Linked DNA regions of Mus musculus: region 1 is linked to region 2. A link is a contact called in public HiChIP or PLAC-seq data. All regions are on one chromosome and are shown on one strand. Each heading gives the region's core, a stretch centred on a gene start, on an enhancer-like site or on the middle of the called end of the contact. The rest is flanking DNA. Distances are from core to core; before and after follow the strand shown.

Region 1 (4,193 bases), core at 391-2,890, 77 kb after region 2:
GGAGTTGTATAGACCAAGGGACTGCCTGGTCATAAGATTTCAGTGGAACATAGTTTCCTTGAGAAATTCAACTAGATATCACTGTGATATTTTGGCCCCCAATCTTTCTTATTCTGCTTATGCCGTGTGGAATTAAGTTAGGCAGAACTAGAAGACAATGGGCTGCTGTCTTAGACTCTCCCAGATGCCCCTGGCTCTGGCTATGCTCTCAGTTTTGTTTATAATAAGGATTCTCTTGCACATTATTTGGAAAAAAAACTGGCATAAAATTTCTCTTGCATTTTTATTTGATTCCTGGTTTTACATACAACACATATTGATTAACATTTTTACAAATTCCTGGCAAATGTCAGAATTTGTGTTCATGATTCAAGAGCAGACCAAGAATATGAGAAATTACCAGGGTTATTATCATTTTAAAACATGACCTTGAATGAAGGCTAAAATGCCCAAACATTTAGGAGCAGATTGGGAAGTTATATAGGACACCTTATTCACTGCAGCTATCAAAGGCACTGGTATCTTCCTCCAACAGGTGGAGAAGTGCAATTATAGTGTGTAATGCACATGCCAACTGTTATCCCATTGAGTCTTACTGTCACAGAGCAAGCTTAATTTTAAAAAGACTCTTACAGATTGTCTCTATGTTTTAGGGTGTATGTGGGGTGGGTAGAGGATGAACGAGGGCTGTGTGTGGAGAGCCACATACTCAACATTTTGGTTCTTAATTTTTTTAAAAAAGAGGTCTGGGGACATGGCTCTGTGGATAAATCCCTTGATATACAAGTGTGATGACTCCAGTTCAGATCCCCAGGACTCACGTAAATGCCTGCCAGTTGTGGCTGCCCACCTGTAATTTCAGGGAAACCAGAGGAATCCTCTAAGCAAGACACTAGCCAGACTTGTCCTCTTGGCTAATGTTGGCTTCACTTGAGATATCCTGACTTCATGAATAATATAGAGTGATGGAGGAAGATTCTTGATAGCAGCCACATGTCCCCCACATGCATGTGCACAACATGTTCACCCACACACATGTAAACATGCACACACACACACACACATACATGTGTAAGTGTCTAAGTACACTCTTTTATGGTGAAAGCATTCTTAAATTGGAATTTTCCTATACTGTAATATTGGCAAACATGAAATTTTTAATATCATGGATGGCTTTTTACACTATTGCCCTGGTCAGATCAGGATGGAGTTTTTACAGAACAAGCTTTGCTTACTTGCACCTGAGAAGTTGCTACCATGTTCCTTTGGCTGGCTTGTTTCCTGCTGTCTGAAGAAACAATGCTTCTTATACAGTTACACTGTAGCGCTGCATTCTACAGAAGCCTGTCACTAAGTTCTTCCCAAGTGCTCACGAGGGCATGGCTCAGATACTAAGCATGCACATTTGCTTTTGTTGTTAACAACTGTGGGCTTCAGATTGCCCTCCTTCATAACCCCTGCTAAATGGGACTTGTAATCCCCTTCCCACCCACTCTCTTACTCCCCAGGGCAAGAATGTTGACTCCTGTTCTCTGTCACCTGTCAGAATCCATCTGCCTGTCACTGGCTTATATGGACAAGTCAGTCCAGGGTCATGTGACCTTGGGTTGCTAAAAACAGCTCCGTCACCCATCTGAGCCAGGCCTGGAACAATGTCCTCCACAGAGAGAGAGACATAAAGGACACTTGATCATACAGTCCTTGGAATTATTTCCAGGAACCACTTACAGAAGCCGTTCGGGAGCACCTTTCCCTTGGCAGCACACTCAGGGACAGGGACGGCAAGGAAATGAGCACTTCTCTGAATTACAAGTCTTTCTCCAAAGAGCAGCAGACCATGGATAACTTGGAAAAGCAACTGATCTGTCCCATCTGCCTAGAGATGTTCACGAAGCCTGTGGTCATTCTCCCTTGCCAGCACAACCTGTGCAGGAAATGTGCCAGTGACATCTTCCAGGTAGGTTTGTTTGGAATCTGGAAGCTGTAGAGTGTCCCTGTCTCCTGCAGTCTTTGAGATCAAAGCCCAGTTCCCTTAGAGAGTTTTCTGAGACTGTTCGTGTATTTGAATTGTTTCCCCAGGTTTGATTGTCAACCTGCTCCTCACAAGTCCTGCTGTGTTTTTAATTCTTAGAAGCAGATTTGTTTGTAGTAAAACAAAACTGATCCACTGAATCTGTTTAAGAATTGAAAATGTTACCGCTCATGTCTGAGCATTGGAACTTCAGGTTGGAACTCTGGGTTAGGGAACGGCAGGGGTAAAATGCTCTTGCTGGCCAGGATGTACTGGAGATGGCTATGGACCAGGGAGGGCCTTGTGGTTCAGGACCAGGTACAGTAAGCCCTAAGGAGTTCATATTGTATGGAGTGTCAGAGAGTGAAAATAAGTCTCCAAAAAGCTGTCTGTGGGATTACTCAGTTCCTTTTTTTTTTTTTTTTCTTGCTTGGCAAGAACAGGCCTCTAACCCGTACTTACCCACAAGAGGAGGCACCACCGTGGCATCAGGGGGCCGCTTCCGCTGTCCCTCCTGCAGACATGAGGTGGTGTTAGACAGACATGGGGTCTATGGACTGCAGAGGAACCTGCTCGTGGAAAACATTATTGATATCTACAAGCAGGAATCCACCAGGTAAGAGCGGCTCTGAGAGCTAGACTTACTGGATGTTTTGTTTTCGTCTTAGTGGGCTGATACACTGCATGTTTGTTCCCAGTCATGTGTTAACTGTTCACTAAAAGGCTTTTTCCACGTCACTTCTTTTCAATGAGACAGAGTTGTGTGTGGAGGAAAGAAGGGAGCTAGTGCGCATGCTTCTGTGCCATCAAAGAGAGTCATGTTGATAGAGGTGGGATCCACCTCACAGCCTTGTATTACATTCACTATAGACGTTAGCATTTCTTCTAGGCTCTGCCCTAGAGTAACCTGGCAACAGCCAAATATGCCAGACTCACTATAAAAGGGGTTGCTTGCCTCCCCATCCTCTTCCTCTCTTGCTCTTGCTCTCTTGCTCTCTTCCCCTCTTCCCCCTCTGTCCTGTCTCTCCTCATTCCCCTCCCCCATCTCTCCATGTGGTGCTCACTGGCCATCTCTCTCTCTCTCTCTCTCTCTCTCTCTCTCTCTCTCTCTCCTATTCCCTCAACTCCCCTTCCCATGCCCTAAATAAACTATTCTATACTACATTCCTTCATGTGGCTGGTATCTCAGGAGGAAGGGATGGCTCAGCATGGGCCCTCCTTCCCCATACCATACTGTGCCTCCACCAAACATATCCCTGGCTTCTTTTTTATAAAACACAACAATAGACATGATGACACATGACCAGTTTGTAAACTCCAGATCCTTTGATACAGAAAAATCCTAGCACAAGCACATATAAGTTAAGAAACATCATCTTCCAAAATATTCCAGTTCCTAGTTATCTTGCTTTAAAACAGTCTAAACAACAGTAACACTTATACTTTAAAAACACGCTGACCTCATCACTTGTCATAATATTGGCTCATTGGAACATTCAAGGCAAGATATAATGCTGGCCTGAAGGAGTGTCATTTACAGAAATGGGAAGGGGGACACATTTCAGGCTGGTTCCCTGCTATACAATACTCTTTGCAGGCACTTGGTGATTGTCTGGTATGTCACCTGAATCCATTCACTAGGACATTTAAAAGGGCTTCTTATTTATCACACCACATAAGCTTTACATTCCTAGAGACAAAACTACAGAGTTTATTCCTAAAAGGCATGAAGGTGTGAAGACCCTGATCTCCATTCTGCACAGGTCATTTGAGTCTAAAGCCTTGGTAGCCATATGGAAATTGTGTAGAAATGGGCCCGTTGTGATCCTTATTACAAGAGGCCTGTGCTTATGAAACATCTGCAGGACTATAAACGCCTTGCACTCTTTGCAGGAAAGTCAATCAATTAATATAACGTGTAATTATTGTGATTATTATGGCCATTTGTTTCTGCTCAAGATTCAGAGCTAAATTAGATAGCACCAGGCTATAGATGGAACTGAGGAAGATCTGCAGATGACGAACCGCAGCCACCTGTTTTCTTGCTTCCTAATCTCTTGAGAAGGAAAGTGTTACCATGTTCCAGATCAGATTGCATTGTATTTTGTTGTGTTCAACAGAGTTATCCCAATGGATACATCTATAAACCATCCCCACACCAAAGGCTTAGGAAACATTGCAG
Region 2 (4,654 bases), core at 1,563-4,062:
CCTGCTTCTGCTTTCCAGTCTGGTTTAAATTAACAGTGTTTATGAAATTTGACTCTTTTTAGTCATATGGGAAACTCATGTACAGGGGAGGCTGAGCACTTAACTGAATGTCCCCAGAAAAGGCAAATAGAGCTGAGAAAAACTGGTCCTACCTATCTGGGTCTGACTATAATACTATAAGTTAATTAATAAAATACTATTATTTTAAGGGTCCTAGAAGTGGGTACTACTATGGCTACCACTAAACTCTTAGTTACCTGTGTAATGAAGAAAATACTGGTTTATTATATTGGGTTAACATGGTCCCCTAGACATCTAAAAGTCATAAGTAAAATACTCTGTGATTTGAAGTTATATCCTAATATTCATATTGCTTCTGGGAAATTTTTAAAGTACAATATTAATCACACAAAGATAATGAAAGCAAAGAGAGCAGGGTTAGAAGTGAGGTCATGGAACTATGAGAACTTGAGTAGTTAGAATTGTCAGATAAAGATTTTAAAACAAATATGATTAAAAGGATGAAAACCAAGACTGAGAATTTGCACAGAGTGTCTCGGCATCACATGTGAACATGTGTGTTTATAAGCTGACAAGCTGTGTCTATCACAGACCTGCCTAGACCTCTCTGTTCCCTGTGCTGAATGCTGACTGGGAACTCAGACTTGCCTGTTACCACTCCACCACCCTAGACCAAAACTTTTACAGAACTATGTGAAGGAATTTGCTTCTTAGGGTGCGTAGAGATGACTAAGTTGACCAACAGGATATAGAGGATTCCAGAAGTCAAGAGGAGAGAACTTTAAAATAAACAATAGTGTTATCCAGAAGATACCATTAAGTAATAATGCAATAAAGGGAGATGTATTCAGTGTAAATAATCAATGAAAGATTCATGAGGAGCACATACAGAATATTTTCTTAGACCCTACAAATTAATTTTAAAAGCCAAACTAAAAGTTATAAAAGACAGAAATATATTATTTCTAAATGTTTCTTTCTACATATAACTATATAAAATATATAACTAGCCTTATTATAGATCATAATATTACATATATAGAGATATATATGTATACATGTAAAACATAAACATATAGAGACTATGTACAGAATCAGACAGACATTAAGGTGCTGGTTCATCCCAAATGTTATGGTACTCATTTTCTGTATCTTCACATGTGTGTCACCCAAGTCCACGAGGGTGTAAGGGCCTTGATTCTCCGCTGTCACACATAGCTTCAGATGTTCCATGGTCACACTGTTGGCAGGTTTCTGATTCTGCCAACTGTGGCTCTGGCGGCTCATCTCTGTATCCACTATTGGTCTCATTCTCACCACAGGCAATCCTCTCTAGACAAAGGTCTGTTTTCTGGGATCTAATATGATCCCAGGCTTCTCTCTCTTTATTCCAGGCTGTGGCTATATTCTCGAATCATTTTTTTTCATACACTGTGAAAGAACAAGTGATTGTTCTATTGAAACAGGGTCTGAGTTTCTCCCAGGTTTCTCTCCCAATCCTCTCCTTATTCCTCCACACTCAATTTCATTTTTGTGTTGTACCCCACCCCCACCATACAATGCTTTCTCTCTCTCAAAAACTAAATTGATACACAAAATACAAGAATATTTAAAATAAACAAAAGCTCACTATGATGAAAAATGGCAAACAAAACAAAATGAAACAAAAAGCGCAGTTGGCAGTGGCTCTGCCACAGGGTTCTGGAACACGGGAAGATATCAGTGGCTGCTGTCTCGTCTTTTTAGTACCCTGCAGGAAGATTTCTTCTGAGGTCAGAGAGAACACATGTTTCATGGCCCAATAAGGAAGTCAGGAAGAAATGGAGATAGATTCACAATAATAGCCAACATTAAAAACTGAGTTCAGAGGCAGAAATGTGCTGGGTGTGGTAGTGCATGCCTTTGATCAGAGCACTCGGGAGGTAGAGGCAGGTAGATCTTTAAGGTCAAGGCCAGCGTGGTCTTCAAAAATAGTTCCGGGACAGCCAGTGCTCCACAGGGAAACCGTGTCTTGAAAAACCTAGATAGATAGATAGTAGATAGATAGATAGATAGATAGATAGATAGATAGATAGATAGATAGATAGATATAAACATAAAAATAATAAATAAAAGGAGGCAGAAATGTGTTCAGCAGGAGGAAGGCAGCTAGAGACACAACCATGCCACAATAGAATGTGGCTGAGGACATCCCAAAAGCTCTCCTCTGACATCTCAACCCATGGAGGGACAGCTGGGTGAGCCGGTCAGAATCAGCCCCAGGTGACTGAGAGGCTGGGATGGCAGTAGGTGGGTCTCGTCTGAGAGTGTTGGCTATGACATCCTGTTTTTCTCCCTTCTAGTCCACTTTTGGGAAGCACGGGAATGTTTAGAAATGAACTCTCACATTCTAGTTGAATATGATGTCCCTTTTACCTGTAAAATTAGAAATGGCAAGAATACCTTTAACACAAACAGGTGATGGTTGTATTTAAATGCTCAACCTGAGCTCCCAGAGAACCTTCCATGTCTTGCTTGCTCTGTAGATAACCCCCAAGCAGGTGGGGCACCACTGAGATCACCTGCTTGAACAGTTGTGTAATTTTGGCAGCTGCCCCTGCTTTGCCATCTGTGCCAAGGAAACTCAGAGCCAAGAGTGTCTGCCAAGAGGAGTCAAAACACTGCTGACAACCAGGACTTGGACTTGCTGCAGATGGAGGCGTTCCAGCCCTCCAAATCAGCCAACACCATTGTTAGGGGAGTGTGATAAACGGCTGAGTGCATCTGCCCTTGTGAGCTGTCAAAGTTCCAACAGGGTAACAAATGAGAGGAGGCCAGGCTTCTGCCGTTGTCTGGGTGGAGCGTGTCAGTGTTCCTCTGAAGCCTGGAGGCAAGGCAAGGTTTATAAGAACCATTCTTTCTCAGGGAATGTTTCCCTTCTGGGCAGAGGTCACAGCCCTTCCCTTGGGTTAGACGACACGTAGTACCTTGAGGACTACCAGAAGGAAAAGCTGCACAGTGAAATTCCAGGAAGGGTGCACCACAAAGCCAGCTGCGGGAAGAGTGCTTGAGGGAATGTCCCTGACCAAGAACACGATACATACTCAGAAAACGTTTCTTGTATGTTTATGAACTCTCTGTGACTCAATAATAGGTCACTTAAGGCAACAAAACCTGAATTTTCAGATGTTTCAAAAGAATACGTCTTGTCACTGGAGCTTTAAGATGCTTTGACAAAAACATATAAGTATTATATACACTATCATAAGCAAAAAGAAAGCAAAAAAAAAAAAAAAAAAACCCTGTGATCCTAATGTAAAGCCATAAACACTTAATTCTGGTTATTACTTCCCATTTTTCTATTTCCTTTTTTTCTGCTTTTTAATTTTTTTTTTTTTACCATTACTTTCCTCCTTTTAGAACATGCTTTAACACATGTGTATGGGGTTGGTATGAAGGATTTCCAGGACATTGTGTCTGGTCTTTCTGAGTCCTGGGCTTTTTACAGTCTGTCTTAGCAGTTTGAGGGATTGCTCCTCTTTGAACATCTTCTTCCCCTGGATCCCAAGACTTTGCACTGTCTAGATTTTCCCATCTATCTCACTGAACCTTGCTTTTTATTGCTTGTTTTAAAGTGTGGTTTTTGTCTTGTTTTATTTTGTTTTGTTTTGTTTGAGATAGATTGGCTTTAGGTGTGCCTACCCTGCATGGCTGGGATTTCTTAAATCCTATCTCAAAGCCCAGTCTTTGGACTTCTTGAACCACTTTTTTGGACTTTCTTGTAGTTTCACGATTGTAAATATCAGCGGCCTACCAAGAACTTCCAAACGTAGGTCTCTTACAGTATTTTCCTTCTGAACTCTGGACTCATGGCTCTCTAGATTTACTTATATTTTAATACACATCTCAAGTATCCAAAATAGAACCATTAGACCCCATCAAATCTTCAGTATAAGAGAGCCCCTTGCTGTCAAACAAACAGTAGTAACCAAATCTGTTTGCTAAGGCCTCAACTTTGCTGTGATCCTCATCTTTTTTCCTTTTACCCCCACATCCAAATCTCTCAAAATATACCAAGACTCTGTTCTGTTGTCCACAACCACACTGCCTGGATCACTGCAAGAGGCCTTGGAAGCACCGGCCCACTTTAGCCTTGGGCATCTTTCAGATTGCGTATCTGAAGGTAATGTTGGGTGAACTGTTGATCTCAGAATACTCAGGCAGTCTCTCATATCACACAGACTGAAGCACATGGCCTGAGAGTCTAATTGTGCCGTGGGCCTGCTTCTCACTTTAGCTGTGTGTCTCTGGGCAAGATCCTTATCTGTATATTCTCATATGTGAAATGGGATAATACTAAAAAAGCCTTTGCCATGCTTGCTAGAAAAATATTTATATCAAGCTCACAAGTAATCACCTATAGTGAACACTGAAAAGGTTATAAAATGACAAACATTTTGGGCTAGGAGCAAAAACTTTCTCATCAATTCCACATTTCAAAACCATGACACCAGAAGTTTTGGCTATAAGAACTTATAGGTACTCCAAATATCTCTGAAAGCAAAAGACACACACACACACACTTTTTTTTTTTTGATAAACCAAACTTAAACTAATAAACTCTAGTTATTCTGTTCTCTATTTGTTCTGCGAT

What was found. HiChIP or PLAC-seq counts read pairs in DNA pulled down with a chosen protein or histone mark.
Region 1: a contact with region 2 is called in an H3K27ac HiChIP or PLAC-seq map of heart atrium, with 2.6 times the contacts expected there. The contact joins the promoter of Trim55 here to the enhancer-like site in region 2. A contact is called at or near these places in 4 of 39 promoter capture datasets (embryonic stem cells, liver, macrophages and 1 more), 1 of 15 datasets of contacts at CTCF or cohesin (pro-B cells), 8 of 484 Hi-C or Micro-C datasets (Sertoli cells, beige adipocytes, bone marrow-derived macrophages and 5 more), 4 of 115 datasets of contacts at active chromatin or transcription factors (CD8 T cells, cardiomyocytes, embryonic stem cells and 1 more) and 3 of 9 other capture datasets (adipose tissue, liver and macrophages).

Annotation. Positions count from the first base shown.
Region 1 is chr3:19,642,820-19,647,012 of GRCm38.p6, forward strand. It overlaps Trim55 (tripartite motif-containing 55), which reads left to right and starts at 1,641. Exons shown (of 10, transcript NM_001081281.2): 1 at 1,641-1,957; 2 at 2,455-2,627. The coding sequence starts at 1,790.
Region 2 is chr3:19,564,314-19,568,967 of GRCm38.p6, forward strand. The region is part of intron 2 of Dnajc5b (DnaJ heat shock protein family (Hsp40) member C5 beta); the gene reads left to right. Among named protein-coding and RNA genes, the nearest start is that of Gm23330, 6.4 kb to the left of the region's middle. Within about 2 kb of position 2,813, at least 48 of the 459 cell types and tissues checked have an H3K27ac peak or open chromatin away from gene starts, as enhancers often do. A contact at or near this core is called in heart atrium, where this site is marked.